Linked DNA regions of Xenopus tropicalis: region 2 is linked to region 1. A link is a contact called in public Hi-C data. All regions are on one chromosome and are shown on one strand. The core of a region is the stretch at or near the end of the contact, and the rest is flanking DNA. Distances in the headings are between cores, read along the strand shown.

The links. Hi-C and Micro-C count contacts between places; a contact is called where the count stands out from the background.
Region 2: a Hi-C map of neurula embryo shows a contact between it and region 1, with 5 times the contacts expected there. The contact joins the promoter of ppp1r21 here to the enhancer-like site in region 1. A contact is called at or near these places in 5 of 5 Hi-C or Micro-C datasets (brain, gastrula embryo, liver and 2 more).

The regions. Positions count from the first base shown.
Region 1 is chr5:21,162,665-21,167,497 of UCB_Xtro_10.0, reverse strand. No RefSeq gene overlaps it. Among named protein-coding and RNA genes, the nearest start is that of foxn2, 24 kb to the left of the region's middle. Within about 2 kb of position 3,012, at least 1 of the 11 cell types and tissues checked has an H3K27ac peak or open chromatin away from gene starts, as enhancers often do. A contact at or near this core is called in neurula embryo, where this site is marked.
Region 2 is chr5:21,222,162-21,226,843 of UCB_Xtro_10.0, reverse strand. ppp1r21 (protein phosphatase 1 regulatory subunit 21) reads right to left here and starts at 2,367. Exons shown (of 22, transcript XM_002935373.5): 1 at 1,341-2,367. The coding sequence starts at 1,397.

The DNA.
Region 1 (4,833 bases), core at 1,763-4,262:
CAATGCATTTCTGTTATGAAATAACTCCTATATTATAATATACAAAATATTATTTTAGGGCCAAATCTGCAACCTCTATTACCCACTGGAGCATACTGTCCCTAAACAGCAGGGATAGGATGCCATTTGGTCAAGCAAGTAAGCAGAGGCTGGCCATACACATGAATATCTGCTCGTTTGGTGAAGTTGCCGAATGAAATGGATCTTTCACCAAGATGCCCACCTTGAGGTGGACATTATTAGAATGATTTCATTGTTTGGCCCTCGGGCCAATGTTTGGATCATAATTAAAGCTATGCAGGCAGTTTGGACCAGGACCACATCAACTAGCAGATTTGGTCTGCTAAGCCTGTCAGCTGGCCCCATACTCAGCAGCCTTTATTGGCACGTGTATGGCCACCTTTAGGCCACTAATGACCTTGATGTCTGATAGACTGTATGACCACTACCCTCAGGTCTGGATATGTGTGAAATAAGCTTAGCAGTCAGAATACAGCAGTGCATAATCCATGGCAAAACCAGCTGTTTCAGGGCTACTTGCAAAAAGGATAATTGCTGAACATATAATATTGTAGAAGGGCCTCCCACACAGATGCTGCCTCTTGCTTGTCCTAAAAGTGATTGATTGTGTTCTTTATTTGGACTTGTACTAGACAAGCGCTGCCCTGGTCCCTGACACACCTACTCAAGCGTTACACTGTCTAAATGGAACTTTATTGAACTGTGTACAAGACACTCATTTCTAGAATCCAAACCAGAATTGGGGGGTTAACTGGCCTGTTATCGGTTCTTATTACCTAGCACCAGTGCATTACCCTGAGCTTCACAGAAATAACACATCATTCCCCCTTTTAATACAAAAACTTTGTTATGTTATTTCCAGACATGCTGACAAAGAGGAAAATTATAGATAGAAATTATTGTTTCATTGGTTCGGTGACCAACTGCATAGAAATATTGGTAAATTAGGAGCATTGTCTTGCTTTTTAGTGAAAGGGCTTGCACCCAGGGCCAGATTTTAAGATAGGGTGCCCCATGGCACATCTCAAACACCGCACCCCCCACGTACACCTACACCCACTCGTACACACCTATCCTCCCCCCACCGATTGCTGGACTGTCTATTTCCTGCCCAGTCCCTGGTTCAGACGCCCCCAAATTTTCCCTCCTAGCCCCCAGGCCTTTGTGGCCTGCCAACAAGTCCGGGCCTGCTTGCACCTCCTCACAGTGTAATGTCTAGTGATCATTCTCAGTCATGTTCAGCATTCCTGTCACATCCTCACTAAAAGGGGTTCACCTTTAGGCTGATATCCCTCAGAGCGGTTTAGTTGCCTGCGATAGATCTCTGGTATCGTGGGCGACTAGTTGCCACCACACAGTGATATTCTTTTTTTTTTTATTTGAAAGTTTTTATTAGTTTTTTAATACAGAAACAGAACAATCAACATGACTGATTTGCATTCAATTGTTATTTCTTAATGGATTGCAATAAAGGTTACAGTTTCAACATCGTACTTGTTTTATGCTTGTTTTTCTTTTGATAGCATGGTTGATTCTCTTTTCTAATAGGCTATAGTTGATAGGTTAAGAAAGGTAGTATAGTATAGTGGGTTAAGCTGAGATAGAAAAATAGGGTTAGGGGGGTGGGGGGGGGCGGGGTGGGGACACACAGTGATATTCTAAGGCAATTTGCAATTGGTCTTCACTTTCTATTTTTGTCTTTTTTTTCTAATTACTAAGCTAAAAAGCTGGTTGGTAGGACCTAATTTACCATAGCAACCAGGCAGCAGTTTGAATCAGAGATGAATAGGAGAGCTCTGAATAGAAAGATAAGAAATAAAGAATATCAATAACGATGCAACTATACTTGTAACAAACAATGCTTCTGTATGCACTGAAAATTTTAAAAAATAAAAATATTAAAGAATATCAATAACAATAAAAGTGTAGCCACAAGGCAATAGCTTTTTTAACTGCCAGGGTCAGTGGCACCCTAAGGATTTGCCTCTTCTGCCTACTCCTAGTTACAGCTCTGCTTTTCAATCAGGTCAGCAGTTTATTGGCCTGTGTATTGGGCAGCTTTGAAAATCCCATTGCAGGAGAACTTCACATTATATAAGGACCCCCCCACCAGTATGATCCAATCACTGAGCAAAGGATGAAACAGTGCTTCATTGTACTGCTACCATGGGCAACTAACCGCTCCGAAATGCTTTTCCACCGGCAACAAAAGGAGTTGCCAGTGGTAGGCCTATGCCTTTCCTTCTGCAGGCAACTTTGCACGAAGTGCCCAAGAGATGCATAGGCCTTTCCAACTGTGACTCCTACTGTTGCCTGTGGAAAGGCATTTTCGGAGTAAAATGTAATTAGTACCATTGAGTATCATTAGTGTCATCAAAAAAATGGCTACCCTTAGGTTCCTTTGGAGGGTGCAACACTATTGCACTGCAGTGCCACAAACAGAGTATACGGCCTTTGCTTGTTAGAGGGTGCTGGGAACTGTAGTTAGGCACCAGCTGGGGGACAAGGGGGTTAAGGTTTTAATCACTGTTTTCTTCCAAGTCATGGACCCTTATTTGCCACATTAACCACAGCCGCTTTTTCTAGTATTAGCCCTGAAAAAAAGAAAACCCACAGCAAAACAAATTCTAATTCTTGGGTATGAGGTCCCACATTCCATTTCAGTCCCCTCGCAGCTCTTCTAGAGGAGAGTTGTTGCCAAGGCATTTCTTGGGATTTAATCTCCTGACATTACATTCGCTGTCGGCATCACCCCGGGCCATCTGTCTGGGCTTTTTCCTTTGCCTCCAATGGTTCAGAATTGTGTTATATGCTTGGAGCAATGGCCTATTCACATGCTCAGACGCAGCTGCACTTTTCTTAGGGAGAGCAAGTGACATTCAGAAGCCTCGATGCCGCTCATGGTAATTAGCCATCTGCTGCTTGTCGTTATAGAAGCCAGCACAGCCAAGCCACGCCGGCCCAATGCAGCAACCGGGGAAGGTGTATAGTTAATTGACTAACGGCCTGCAATCAGAATGTGTGGCTTGGAGCCAAGCAGCAGCTTCTCCACACTTGCCCTTAGAATGCGACCCCCGTGGCTATGTACAATGGGAGCAGTGATATCTTAGCAACCCTGACACTTTGTGTTGTTATTTTGCATGTTACAGTTTGCATGTGTAATTCTTTATGGAAGAAATCTAATCACAATAACAGCACTTAAAGGGGTGCCACAGTGCCAAAATACTTTTTCTTTTTGAGTCAAATGAATTTGAAGTAAAACTTGCACTTGTTTGTAAATGTCGTGCATGGTGGACTTACATCATTATAGGAAATGATTATTGTGCCGCCCTAGGCCCGGGCCTTTGTGGCCTCTCCACAAATCCGGGCCTGGATATCCGCCAGAGAGAATCATTTGGATCATTCAGATCAGATCATTCAGATTAGCGCAAGGCCTGCATTAATATGCAGGCCGTCAGGATCAGGACCACAGTGGACGGTTCTTGCCCCAAAGAAATTTTTTAAACCAATATCTGGACAATATTTTGCCCAAATATCAGTCTGGCAGGCTTGTCAGAAAGCCTCCTCCATGAGCAGGTAAACTGCTGCCTCAGTCTGAAAGGATTGAATCAGCCGGCGGCCGCCTTACATGCCCTGGAGATACAATGCAGAAATGCTAACCCTTTACTTACTACCTGCTCAGTGAGTAAATTACAGGGCTCATTTTAGCCTCCAATTCAAAATAAATAGCCACAAGCCCTTTGCAAACTCTATGTATGCAAGTCTTCATGTGTTACTGTTCCTAGCATTGCTCCTAAAGGTAGGGGACCTGCTATCCAAAATGATTGGGACCTAGGGTATTCTGGAAAAGGGATCTTTCCGTAACTGGATCTCCATACCTTAAGTCTACTAAAAAAATATTTAAACATTAAATAAACCAAATAGGATTGTTTTGCCTCCAATAAGGATTAATTATATCTTAGTTGGGATCAAGTACAGGTACTGTTTTATTATTACAGAGAAAAGGGAATCATTTAACCATTAAATAAACCCAATAGGGCTGTTCTGCCCCAATAAGGGGTAATTATATCTTAGTTGGGATCAAGTACAGGTACTGTTTTATTATTACAGAGAAAAGGGAATCATTTAACCATTAAATAAACTCAATAGGACTGTTCTGCCCCCAATAAGGGGTAATTATATCTTAGTTGGGATCAAGTACAAGGTACTGTTTTATTATTACAGTGTTAAAGGAAATTATTTTTAAATTTTTTTTAATTATTTGATTAAAATGGAGTCTCTGAGAGATGCCCTTTCCATAATTCGGAGCTTTCTGGATAATGGGTTTCTGCATAAGGTATCCTATATCTGTACTAATGGAGTCCTATCAGCTTCTCACAAAGAGACATAATGGATCACTGCCATGGGGTTATTCACTTTGCCTTGCTAAGCTTTCTTACCTCAGTCACTCTGATAATTGACAGTGGATTTCAGACTGGATGCCTGACCACTATGGGCTGAATGCTCTAGATAGCTAGAATCTCAGACACAAAACTAATTTTACATACTGTGCATCTCCCCCCCACCAATTTAATCAGGAAACAATTAAACTGCCTGTATGATTTTGGAAGATGGAAGGAACACTTTGTGCCATACAAACTCCTTGTAATTAGTGCCCACTGCCCAGGTCAGAAGCAAACTCAGGATGCCAAAGCTGCAAAACCTCTTTGCCCCTAAACAGAAACCCAAGCTCCTGAAGTCCAGAAGCAGATGCAACTGAATCTGTTGTGTTTAATTAACCAGTTTCCTACTTGGTTACATCTTTTCCTATAG
Region 2 (4,682 bases), core at 1,118-3,617, 60 kb before region 1:
CTACAGCCTGGGGGAGGACCCGATTGGCTGGATGCCCCAGTGCATGTCTGGGAGAGGTGTGCTTAAGGTTTGGAGCCAAAAATCTAGGGGCGGGCCCAGCAGTTTATAAAGGGAGCCCCTGTTGTTGTTTGCCAGAGTGAAAGAGATACAGAGTGAGCAGCCAGACAAAGTATTGTGTGTTAAGGTGGCCATACACGAGGCGATTTCGCTCGTTGTGCGATGAACGATTATATCGACAAACGATCGTATGGCGATCAAGTTCCCATACGATATGCCATCCACGGGCAATGATAATTCGGGAAAGATTTCGTCGCATCATTATCGTAAAATACGTACGATCGTACATATACGTACGATCGAATGTCGTTGACTTCCGCTGCTGGCAATCGTGACATGCGCAGAGAACAATTGTTGAAAGACAAATGTCTGACACTCACACCAACTGGCAGATTTTATCGTTAAACGACCAAAATTTTTAAACCTGGCCGATCGATTTTGGGGACGATAATGTCGGCTCGTTTAGTGGGCCGACGATCGTTCGTACACCACCAACTATACGATAACTTAACGATAGCATCGGATCGTTCGGGAATTGGTCGTTTGTAAGTAAAAAATCGGTCCGTGTATGGCCACCTTTAGACTTGAAAGGATAAAAGTCTGCTGGGCTGCCAGGAAGAAATTAGTCCTCTGTGGTATCTCTTGTGTGTGTCCCCTGCTGTGAACAGGTATTGCTCGTTTGCCTGCTACGTGGGAGCAGCCACCTTTATAAAGGGAAGGTACTCTGGGGCAGGTAGCGCTACCTGGGGGGACTAAAGAGCTCTTGGGGAAGGGACTGAACTAACCTAAGGGTTGTGGTTCATCCGGATCCAAGTGGGGATTGGGCATCTATAGAGACTGTCTGTGCCAGCTGTGGATAAACTACATCGGTTCCTCAGAGCAGGATAATCATTTATACATAAAGTGTTAACTTCCAACTCCAACAGTTATATAAAGTTCAACATTTCTGCAAAAGCTGTGTGAGATTATTTCCTGGTGGAGGTGTGTTCCTCAGTGTCCACTAGGTGGAGGCACTGCGCTGTTCCCAGTTCCCAGTATCAATATTACTTTGAGAACACATATCTCCTGACATACAGCGCAATATTAAGTGAATGTGCCAAGAAAGGGTTACACATTTTTATTTAACAGACTAATCTACACCAATCTCTGCATGGCGCCATAGGTAAGTGCACTAGTGCAAACTAGCGCCTATGTTAGCTAACAGCCCTCCCACCCCCTTGGAGGAGAAGTTCTACAATACAATAAGCAATGCAACAACATTGTCTATTAAAAATAGAAATTACCTTTGAATATTCCTGTGCCAGCTTCTGATATTTTCCCTGTAAGTCAGCAGTAGCCATTTTAGGTGCTTGTCAGTAATTCAATGGAGGCTGAAGCACTTGTTTCTGTATGTGGAGATGCTAAAGCTTTGATCTATATCAGGGATGTTGGTCTGGCTGTATGAGGCTGTCTGTATGGGGATGCCCAGGCTATGGTTTTACTGTATGATAGTAAGTTATATCATAATATGGAACCTATAGTGCAGGGGTGGGCAAACTACGGCCCGTTGGTGATATCAATCCGGCCCGCCGAGGTTTGCGTGTCTCGCTGTTATTATGCGCAAATGAAAAGCGGTTTTATGGGCAAAGATTCCAAATATACCGCCAGTGTCAAAAATGGCAGCTGGGCCGCTTCCCCCCCATCACATGGACACCGGCGGCGTCTCTGATTGGTGGGCCCCGGAGTCGCTGCTGCGTGTCAGAGCGCGTCACGGCGGAATCGGTATCGGAAGGACGCGGGTAGGCTGGAATTATTTGTGCTGTAATGGCCAAGGGCAGTCCCGCGTCTGTCAGGCTGTGTGACTTTGTGAGCTCGCAATATCAGCGCCACCTGACTGAGTAGGAGCGATGGGGGTGAGGCAGTACAGTATCCATGTGTGCAGCAGAGAATAACTTCATGGATACTGTACCGCACCTACTCTAAACACATGGATACTGTACTGCCCCCTGCTGGGAATGATGTGCGGAGCTCAGAAGCGGTTTGGGTGTGTGCATGGAGCCTCCCCTACACGGCTCTCACACTGCCCCCATACAGTCCCGCTGTGCCTAGCACAGTCTGACGCACCCAAAGCCGCCTTGTCGGACTCTATGTCTTTCCGCCCAGCTCGGGTATCACACCCTTATACGCAACTTCTCTTCCTCGTCAGCTGGCGGCGCACACACATTGCGTCACACAACAGCGACGTGCCTGCCCCTTGCCTACACGCAGACTTCCGGCCCGTACCGATTACCGCTCGGTGTGACGTCACTGCACCTCCCTTATCCCCCCGCTAGTGCGCGCTATGGCCTGTTAGCCCTGGGTGTGGGAATACGGCCCGCCCTCTTATAGCTCCTGATATACTCTTACCCGGGGAGAGAGTACCTACCTACCTACCTACCTACCTGTATCCGTCTCCCTACGTTCCTAGCTATATATCTGTGTGCCACTATATTGTTACACTTACTGACCCTATATCTCTATCTGTATGTATCTGCCTAACTATCTGTATATATATATATCTCTGTCAGTGTAGTTATTATATTGGGTTGAAAAATCCAACCTATTTTTCTTCCACTTCAGCCACTTCCACTCTTCTTAATCTTCTTAGCGCCCCCCATTTTCTAAACGCTACTCCTCCTACAGTTTTAGGGGTACAGCACCCAAACTCCCCACACATCTTCACCCTATAGCGGAGCAGGCTGCTTGTTCTTTTCTAAGCGATCCCGCCCCCCGTCTTTTTGTGGCGCCGCTCCGAACCCCCCAATTTTCCCATTGACTTTGACAGGGACGATTTTCAAACTGCTGCTACTCTTACAGCTTTGAAGCTACACCCCCCAAACTTGAATGATATAATAATGGGGTCACCCCAAATGACACCACAATATTTTTTGGATGACCCAAAGTGGGAGGGGCCAACAGCAGCCCCCTTTTCTGGGGAAATTGAAACTGCTGGCAAGGCTTTGAGCTTTGAGGCTGCACATCCCAAACTGGAACAGCTTAAGGTGGCCACACACGTGGCGATGGTCGCACAAAAGATTGTACAATCGGCCACACACCGTTCAGGGCTGAAACAGCAGATAAGGAGGTAGAAACAATAGGATTTCTACCTCCTTCTGCCGATTCAGCCCTGACGATCAAAATCTTTAAACCCGCCCGATCGGCGAGTCGTCCGATATCAGCAGCCTCCTGCGATATCGGTCGACTCACCGACTTGCCATACACGCACCGAATATCGTACAAAACAAGGTTTCTTACGATATTATCGGTGCGTGTATGGCCAGCTTTAGTCATTTGCTCTTAAACTTCCCTTTCTAGTTACCTATTATTTTTCTATCTATTTACTTGCTTAACTGTCTCTGTCTATCTATTTGTCTATCTGTATCTTTTTTCTTGTCTGTCTGTATCTGTCTATAATGTCTGTCTATCTGTATCTGTTTACCTGCCTGTCTCCATCTGTCTGAGTATTGAGTATCAGTAGCTGATCAACCTGCCTTTCTCCTATCTATCATCTATCTATCTATCATCTATCTATCTAATAATGGCTGTCTATCTATTTGTGTATATATAACTACCAAACTGTCTATATCTGTCTTTTTATCTATCTACATTCCTAGCTATATATCTACCTACCTAACTATCCATACCTATCTGTATGTCTGTCTGTCAGTAATACTAAAAAACGATAGTGTATAAAAGTAATTACAGTATAATATACTGTTGCCCTGCACTGGTAAAAGTTGTGGGTTTTTCTACAGAAATACTCCTGTAGTTTATATAAACAAAGCCATGGGGGCAGCCATTCAAGCTGGAAAAAAGGAGAAAAGGCACAGGTTACATAGCAGATAAAACGCCATTATATTCTACAGAGCTTACCTGTTATCTGCTATAGAACCTGTGCCTTTTCTCCTTTTTCCAGCTACAGAGCAGCTTATTTATATAAACTATAGGAGTGTTTCTGTAGCAAAACTCACAGCTTTTACCAGTGCAGGGCAACACTCATTTTTGTTTTAATTACTTTAAAGCTATTTCATTTTTTGGTGTAACTGTTCCTCTAAAGTCCCCTTTAAAGCTGAAGTTCCTTGATATTTCCACATGACCCACTTCAGTAAGCCAATAAAAAAATGTTTTTCTCAGTTCTCCAGCGCTGCAGCTGGGGGGGGGGGGGGGGGGCTTTAAACAAGCAAACCATAGAAGGGAAAAAAATAATATATATATATATATATTATTATATAAAAATGATGTATGTACTACAGTCTGGAACAGTAAGTTCACCATTTTCACAGAGACTATGGTGTAGGTGGCTACTGACAAACACATGAGCCTGTAGCGCATATAATGCAGATCCGCAGCCTGTAGTTCTGGTTTCCTATACGCATGTGTCTAAATTGTTACAATCAAAAATGTCCATCAAGTCGATCCAGTAACAGTTGAGATTGGATTTCCTAGCAGGCTTTTTCCACCGTGTTTTCCTAGACTGTCCCCTTCTGATGGCGGCATGTCTGGCACGTCTATCTCTCTTTCTGTTTGTCTCTCTCCGTCTCTCTCCATACAGAGCTGTGGAGTCAGAAGCAAGTTTTGGTACCTGGATTTGGAGTTGGCAAAAATGT